2 separate regions of the Gossypium hirsutum genome follow, and region 1 is linked to region 2. The links are chromatin contacts, called in public Hi-C maps. All regions are on one chromosome and are shown on one strand. Each heading gives the region's core, a stretch centred on a gene start, on an enhancer-like site or on the middle of the called end of the contact. The rest is flanking DNA. Distances are from core to core; before and after follow the strand shown. Region 1 holds the start of LOC107895752 (UPF0434 protein Mmwyl1_2153). Region 2 holds the start of LOC107895547 (ATP-dependent DNA helicase Q-like 3).

Evidence for each region. A called contact is a pair of places that touch in the nucleus more often than the background predicts.
Region 1: a contact with region 2 is called in a Hi-C map of leaf, with 2.0 times the contacts expected there. The contact joins the promoter of LOC107895752 here to the promoter of LOC107895547 in region 2. A contact is called at or near these places in 3 of 34 Hi-C or Micro-C datasets (all in leaf).

What each region holds. Positions count from the first base shown.
Region 1 is chrA11:24,286,247-24,290,729 of Gossypium_hirsutum_v2.1, reverse strand. LOC107895752 (UPF0434 protein Mmwyl1_2153) reads left to right here and starts at 2,206. Exons shown (of 3, transcript XM_016820984.2): 1 at 2,206-2,439; 2 at 2,513-2,567; 3 at 2,798-3,146. The coding sequence starts at 2,339. The coding sequence ends at 2,905. It overlaps LOC107895710 (protein MID1-COMPLEMENTING ACTIVITY 1), which reads left to right. Exons shown (of 10, transcript XM_041081415.1): 9 at 264-357; 10 at 600-929. The coding sequence ends at 652. TRNAE-UUC (transfer RNA glutamic acid (anticodon UUC)) reads right to left here and starts at 3,948; the gene lies at 3,877-3,948.
Region 2 is chrA11:23,949,085-23,953,406 of Gossypium_hirsutum_v2.1, reverse strand. LOC107895547 (ATP-dependent DNA helicase Q-like 3) reads right to left here and starts at 2,439. Exons shown (of 20, transcript XM_016820812.2): 1 at 2,285-2,439; 2 at 2,023-2,203; 3 at 1,831-1,938; 4 at 1,676-1,683; 5 at 1,500-1,583; 6 at 1,163-1,303; 7 at 1,004-1,038; 8 at 591-674; 9 at 366-454; 10 at 13-165. The coding sequence starts at 2,176.

The sequences.
Region 1 (4,483 bases), core at 957-3,456, 340 kb before region 2:
AAAGAGTAATCTGCTTGTGCAAATTATAAAACCCTGAATCATAAGTTTCTACTATTTTTAGTGCCATGAAATAATATGGCGTAGATGCTGTGACCTTGTCCTCATTGCTCATATGTGGTGCTGTTTTTAGTACATGAATTAATGGCATATGGTTTTAGACTGTCTTGTCTTAGGTATAAGGGCTATAATTAAGTTATTCAGGGTTATCTTACTTCGGATTGGGTTTCCTTAAAATGCAACTTTTTTTTCCCTCCTTTTGGCAGGGTGGATTTATTGATGATTTCCTCTCACATTTGATGTGCTGCTGTTGCGCCCTTGTTCAAGAATGGCGAGAAGTAGAGATACGTGGGTTTAATGGTATGTCCAGTATATGCCAATTGCCAAGAACCTCGTGATCTGGTTTGAAATCTCAGTTTTCTTCTAAGTATTCATCGGTAACTAATGACAACCAAATCAGAACATATTGGATAGTTTTAGTTACTGATCGTGTGGGGTAGCTTTTCTTTTGAATTCTTCCTTTTTCCCCCAGAATGATGCAATTCATATTTGTGGTACTGTTTTCGTCATGTTATAAACGTGCAATTCATATGAACATGCAGGGTCAGAGAAGACTAAAACAAGCCCGCCACCATCACAATTTATGGAATCATGAGTAACAGGACAGGATAGGATTCAAAGCTTTTCCCTTCTTTTTTTTTTGGAGGTTTAATATATAGAGCGTAACCCTCCTTAGTGGCCTCTGTGAAATTAAAACTGTACTAAGAATATGGCGCCCTTTGCTTTTGAACCTATAGATATGTAAATTAGTCCAATTATTTGAGGAGATTCATTCACCTCATGTTGTATTATACACTAATTTTTAGCTGTATAGTAGTTTTGGATTTAGTTTATTAAACTTGTTTCTTTAGATATTAGGGAAACAAGTATTCAATCCAAGGGTGCTTTTGGATAAAAAAAATTTAAAATTTTGGAGGCTTAAAATGAAAATCTTTTAAAATGCAGTATTTCAAAATGTTAGTATTTACGATTATTTCGTTTTGGTAAAATAAAAGTGTGATTATGATTATTTTCAATATTATGTTATATTTTGAATATCATTTATGTTTGATGTTTTTATTTTGAAATTTGTTTACATGTAATATTTTAACGAAAGGACGACCATAAAGCTCATTGTCTTGATGAAAGAACGATCATAAAAATTGTCTACAATGGGACTGATCGAGTATGCATATCTTTAACTATTTCTCCTAATTGTACAGAGACCTCTATGTACCTTAACTTGCAATTAACCCCTTTTATTTGGGTTTAGTTATGCATCAAATATTTGTTCCCTTTAGATATTTGAAATTTGTCATTTCTTTTCTAATTTAGAAATTTATTCTATCTATGTATGTAATTTAAAAATAAATTTTAATGGAAAACGTCATTTATAAACTAAAGATAATTTTGAATAGGTAGTATTTTAACATTCCAAGATTTAATTGCTCGACGGGCTATGATTGATTGCTCTAGGCAGGTGGGTTCTAGTAACAATCGGGTGTGTTGGTTGATTAGGTGGGAAGGCTCGCCGCAAGTTGAACAAGGATGGGGTGCTTAGGACCGATGGCGGCTTGGCTTCTTGTGGTGGTGTAGTGCGGGACACTACAATGGACACTGGCTTGTGGGGAGCATTGGCATTTGTTCTATAACGGAAGTGGAGTTGTGTGAGGGTTTGCGCTGTGCATGGGAGGAGGGTGAACTTCGCATTGTTCTTGAAATGGATAGCTTTGAGGTTGTGTGGCTACTTATGGAGGTTCTGAGGCTGCTCTATTATATCTGGTTTGGCGCTCGATTTTGGCCTTACTTAAGCAAAGGTGGTGCATGCTTATCGTGAGGGAATAGGGTCGCAGATGTGCTAGCAACGATGGATTTGTATTAATTATTTAAGTAGCGTATATTTAAATTATCTCTAAATGAAGTGTTGAAAATTCTGCATAATAATAATTAAAGGGTTAATTTTTCAAGATTGATAGTTAATTAGACACGTGCTTATTTCTACTCTTTTAAAAAAAAGTAATTAAAAAAATCCAACATAAAATAATTAAAAACATTACTAATTAATTCTAAATTTTAAATTAGACAAAATTTCAAATGAATAGTACTTGTACGGATTTTATTTTTGCAAAAGCCTAAAAGGACTAGTGTATGGGCCAGCGCTGGGGTTACATTGTACCATCGCGAGTAGCAGATGGGGATAAAGCATAAAAGTTAAAGGGCAAAACAGATTGAAGGGAAGAGGAAAAAAAAATAAAGCCTAAAAGTTAAAAGGTAAACAGATTGAAGGGAAAAAGAAAAAAAAATGGTGAGATTATCCAAATGGCTTCTAAAAGAAGCAGGAACCGGAGTTAACAAGACACTTTCAGAGATCCTCGTTTGTCCGCTCTCCAAACAAGCTTTAAGGTGCTCGCTCTTTTGGTTTCCCTTTCCTTTACGATGTTTTCCGTTTGCTGATTTCTGTATTTTTATTGGATAGGGTTTGCGAGGAACCACCTTCTCTTATCAGCGATTCTATTGGTGTCTCTTTTCCTGTGAGTTACATTTCTATTTCCCCTTTTTTAATTAGGCTGTTTCTTTCCAATTGTTGAGTTTCCTTGGGAATTGGTTGCCTAATGATTTGCTATTAGATTATGATAATATTATACCTCTGAAGTTGCCATTGGAGTTGCAATTCTACCGTTTTTACCAAAGGAAAACCTTTTACAACTTATCTGTATGTAGTTGGGTTTTGGAGCTTATGGTTTGTGTGTGGTTTGGTTAGATAAAGGATGGGATCCCATGTTTGGTGCCGACAGATGGGAAGATACTTGATACTGATGATACAATGAAACATGATAATGCTGCTGATGATTCAGCTAACAACAAGTAACGAATGGCTAGTTGGGGATCCTTGTATCTTGCTATTTCCATGGTGCTATGGATGGAAAAGGAAGACCTCACCTATTTATCTTTGTAAACTGCCTGTTCTATGTTTGTTTGCTGCCTCTGTGTTCAGTTTAGAACCCAAAACATGGATTGCATAGAAAGGAAAATTGTTTTTGGGTTATAAAATCATGATTCCTATTTTTGAAGGTTTTAAAGAATGAGCATAAACGTATTTTGTTTGTTCATGAGAATTTGCGTTGCTAAATTCATGCATTTGCGATTCCTTTTGGGGCTATCTTTTAGTGCTATATTCTCAGTCTTGCTTCCTTAGAAGCATGCTTGACCAATCCATGTTACGATGATGATGTTCCGGGATATTTAACTTACTACCTATTGGATATGCTTGACTCACGATTGATATCCTGATTGCTGTTCGGGTTTTTTGAATATTTGGAATGAATCCAATCACTGGAAGCGCTGTTTAATCCTATTGGTCAACCAAGTGATATGTCACTGCTATGGAAACATTTTCAGCTATATTTATCAAGCACTCAAGCAACTGGTTTCATGTGGGCAGTCTTTTTTGTTTTCTTCAAAGGAATTTGGTGTAGAAAGTGGCATGTTAGTTTTTGGGAACAAATCTCTTGTTAAATATATGGTGCAAATGGTTCTCAAGAAGTTGGTAGTCTACAACATGATTGGTGTAAGAGTAGAAGCAAAAAAAAGCTGGGCGATGTGGAGATGGAAGAAGGTCAATTAGGGGTGAGCGAGAGAAAGCAGTTGCGGGCAAGAGTGAGCTAATGGTGAAAGCTTTCAGAACAAGTTGAAATAGGTTTTGAAGGAGGGAGTTGACATGCTTCATACTTCCTTTTCAACTGGTCAATGGATATAGCTAAAAGAACGCAGAAACCCTACTGTACATAATTTGGATATCGATATAGCTAAGCTTAAAAAAATAAAGATTAAATAAAAAAATTCCATTGCCGGGAATTGAACACGGGTCTCCTGGGTGAAAGCCAGACATCCTAACCACTGGACGACAATGGATTAGATGTGATAGGTAATATTTATTTATTATATATAAAGTATTGGATAGAAGAACTAGGTTAATCGGTTTTGTATATCATAAGAAGTCGAAAGAAATACTTGATTTTTGAACATGTTTATATTTATGTATACTTTTATAAGGTCGATTTTGTTGACGCATTTGCAAAGTGTTGTCTATCCAGATACGTCAATTCCCTCAATAAATTATAGTATTTTTGATGGAGGGTTTGACTCCTAATTTTTCTGAGAGCCTAAACAAGTTCATAGAGTATTTTTATCAAAAGTTGAAGTGTCTAAAGAGGCGGTTTGAATATGTGATGATGGTGGGTTCATCAAGCAACAACACTTTGTTGGATGCCTAGTAAGGTTTTCACTTTATGGTATTTGAACTTGTACCTTATGTTATATAAGAGCATTGTCGGTGTGAATGTTATCACTTGAGGTCAAACCTTTAACAACCCTATATGCGAAATTCAATTTAGAGCTTAGGCAAATATATGAGACTAAAAAAATGGGCTTAGGCAAAAAAATTAGT
Region 2 (4,322 bases), core at 1,190-3,689:
AGCATCAGTTACCAGCACAGGAAATCCCATTTTTGGAAAGATAAGTGGACAAGTCATCACAAGTTGTTCGTTCAAGGCAGTAAACAATTGCACAGACATCTCCAGCAGATTTGAGCACATCACACAAGTCAGCATAAGCATCATCCATAAGATCTTTATATCGAACTGCACTTTTGGGTAATCATCTTAGATGCACAATAATTAAATATGGTTCTCTATGTGAAGAGCAATAACAAGAAAACTCAAACCAAATCAAATATCAACATATACAACAAAAAAAAAAAAATTTGCAAGGAAAAATGTGAACTATATGCCTATTGCTTAGTACTTGTCACTAGCATCATCAGTACAAGCTTACTACTTACCTTCATAATATATATTTGGACGGTTGAAAGATGATTTAAGGACTAAAGGATTTTGCAAATTTAAGGAATCTATGACATCCTTCTGTACTCTGCAAAATGAAAAAGAAAAAGACCAAATTATTTTGTAAATTGGTTCTGGCAATTTACCTCACGAGAAAAATCTCCTAGACTATTGGAACATGATATTCTCCCTTATGAAAGCAAAAAGTATATTACCACACTCACTTAGGAACAGCAGTGGCAGTCAAAGCCAATATTGGTACATCTTGTAGTTGGTTCCTCAAAGATGAAAGCTTCCGATAGCTAGGCCTACAATAATACACCAGCAAGAAAAGAGAAAAAAAAAAAAAAGATCAGAAACCTTCATGTAAGAGTTTTAGCAATAAAATAGTCCTCAAATGGGTGTATATGCAGAAAAAACATATGCATAGGTTATTACATATGAAAAGAACAAGAGTTGGATACACCTCAGCAAATAAAATTACGTTCAAACATGAACACGTCAGACATAGGCTACATATGAAAAGTGAAAGCCTAAATTCAGGCTGAATACTAATTGTTGTCTTTTACAGTAATTTGGCATAGAACTAAAAGAACATACTCAAATTTCTTTCCTTTTGGTGGGAGTGATCACAAACCTGAAATCATGACCCCATGATGAGATGCAATGTGCCTGCAATTTTCACAAAAGAAGCAAAATTTTAGGCAGAGACTTAATGTCTTAAAACTTCTCGTCAAAAAAGCTGCAAATTTCCAGACTAAAGTCATTGGTCAATACTAGTTCATGCAAATCACACCTCATCTACTGCAATGAGATTTAACAATCCTCTACCATGAATCTTTTTAAGCTTTGACATAAATCCTGAAGTGGCAATCAGCTCCGGTGTCACATAAAGCAAGCGAATAGATGGTTGTCCACGATCAAGATCTTCATGAATCTGATAATTAAAACAGAAACATCAAAAAGAATACAATAACATGTTCATTTCAACTGATCTCATCCATTACAACGAATAAAACCAAAATTTGCTATTAAGGGCAAATAATAATAGCCCAAGGGCCACGATGGGACATATGGTTTCCTAGTAACAAACGAAGCTCAAGCTTAACAGTCAGTGCCATAACTTAGATTACCTTATTCCTCAGCTGCGACGTTTGAGTTGAAGAGAGAAACTCAGCCGCAATTCCTTTCTCCTTCAATGCCATTACTTGGTTTTCCTAAATAGTAAATAAATTCCAAAAAAAATTTTAAAAAATGTGGGAGAAAAAAATTATTATACTAGAAGGAAGCTGCCATGCGATATACTTACCATCAAGGCTGCGGATTAAATTGGAGGAACAAATGTACCAGTTAAGTGCAATGTCCTTCCGGTTTAAAACCAGTGAATAGTTAAAAAAAAGGTTAAGAAACCTTTCAATAAGTAAAAGTTAAAAAAATAAAATAAAATGGAAGAGATACATCCACCTATTAACGGAGAAATGACGAGCACAATTCCCGTTTTAGCCAAAGCAGGGATTTGATAACACATTGATTTTCCTCCCCCCGTTGGCATTAGACAAAAACAATCTCTCCCTGAAATAAAAAGGAATGGGCTAAATTCAACAAAATTTTGAAAAAAAAAAACGATCTTGATGAAAATTTACGTTCAAAATATACCTGATAAAATGGCCTCAATGGCTTCCAACTGATTCCCTCTGAAATCAGGATGACCGAAATTCCATCTCAGGAGCTTAACCAAAGCGTCTCTTCCACATTTGCGCCGCTTGTCTTTGGCGCCAAGGTTTTGCAATGGCAACGGCGACTTCTTCATTGAATCCAATGTTGTTCTGAACTCAAGCTTTGTTACAACCGGTAATCGACGATGAGTACTATTATTGAAGAAAAATAAAATCGAAGGAATGGTGGAGTAGTTCTTCACCTGGAGTGGAAATCGGAGACCTGCCCTCACTTTCTTTCTTTCGAAGAATCGAATATCAAAAGAAGTTTTGAGCTTTGAAACCCAACAATTTTAAGAGTTCAGAGCTTAACGGCAATCATAACCTGAATACTACTGGGTAGGAAGCCCATATCGCAGACTTGAAGGCCCAGGTCAGCTTCTTTTTCAATGGAAAAGGACGGCGAGACGGTGACGGTGAAATTATTGAGGTAGCCTAAGATTTGATATTAAAATAAAATTATGGATTATTATGATTATTCAGTTTTAACTCAATTGATATAAGTATTATTAATATATGAGTATGCGTTCGATTACGTTAAAATCTCCTATTTCTATTTATATGTTGAGAGAGATTAAGGGTAATTCTAGATATAATCAAAATAAATTGCTTAAAAAACAAAAATATGAGTTAATTTCAAATGCAAAGATAAGAGTGAGTGAGTGAGTGAAAAAACAAAACAGAGTTATTAAATTAAATTTATATAAATAAATTTTTAATATATTTAAAATATTTATTTAAAATGATTCATTAAATTATAAAATTTATTTTAAAGTTTTAAATAATAAGGTGGTATTTAGAAAATTACCTAGTAATTGAATTTAGATGTAATTGTTTATAATTACACATTGGTGGTATGTTTGGTAACTATTGTAATTGACGAGTCTCACGAATTGAGTGTAATTGAAACACTCAAATATACTTTCTAATTTTTAGAGTAAGGTGAGAATTTGAATAATTACATATGTATTTACACCCAAGCCCAAATTAAAAAAAACTATTTCTATACAAATTATAAAATTATATTATAAACGTAACATGTATGAGTGTTTTGGGATAGTTATGACAAAAAATTTCTTATATTATAAATCGTAAAAAATTATATTATAAAAATAATTTATGCATTTTATAAGTTATAACAAAAATATATATTATTAAAAAAAAGTTATAACAGGTTATAAATGTTTTATAATATATTTATTTATAAAAATTTATGATCAATTATGGACATAACTTATTTATACGTGGATGTTATATATTATAAAAATAATAGACTATTTATTAAAAAAATTATAGTTTTTTATTATAACTTATTTGTAAAAGTAACTTTTAAAGTAACGGTAAAAAGTTATATTATTTATAAAAAGTATTATGAAAGTTTTGGATAATTTATTTTATAAATTATAAAGGTTAAGTATTATAAATTTTATATTATGTTGACTTAATTTACGTATTATGAAAAAAATCTTTCCGTACTAACATCATTTTAGTATAGCATTAAAAAAAATGATATTGTATTAGTATATTACATATTTTATAACTTCAATCATAAGTAGAATTGAGATGATCCATATACTTCCAAGAGTTAGGGATAGTCAAAAAATAAAAAAAATCAAAATCCGAGAGGTTCTGACTCAAACCAATTCATTAGGGGATTTTTTTTGAAAAATCGGGTTGAAATTAGAAAAATAGTTGGGTCAAGTTTGAGGTAAATCCACCCCCCGCACCGCTTCGAAATATTTACAAAAATATCTTTGATATATATATATTTTTATATATCAAGTTTTTGCTTTCAATAAATATATATCAAGTTTTAAGTCTAAACTAAAAAAAAATTATTTGCTTCAAAATAAAAAATAATAATAAAACAATTAAAAATGTAATCTTATTTGCTTAAAAATTAAAAATAAAAAAAATTCCATTAAATTCAGGTCGGGTTGGAGCGGAATCTCCTATTAAATTTCAAGTTCGGGGCAAATTTATCAAGGTTCAGAGCAAGGTCGAGTTCGGGGCAAGTATGCACTAGAACAATTAGATAAAATTAAATATGATGTTTATTGTTCTTGTTATTATATTTGTAATCATATTATTATCTACTTTGTTATACTAACATAATACATACGATGATTTAGTTTTAATTTTTTCTCCTTGTTTAGAAATTATTTTTTTATACTAATAATTTTTATAGTAATTAATATTTATTTAAAATATAAAGTATGTAATCATGTAATTACAATTTGT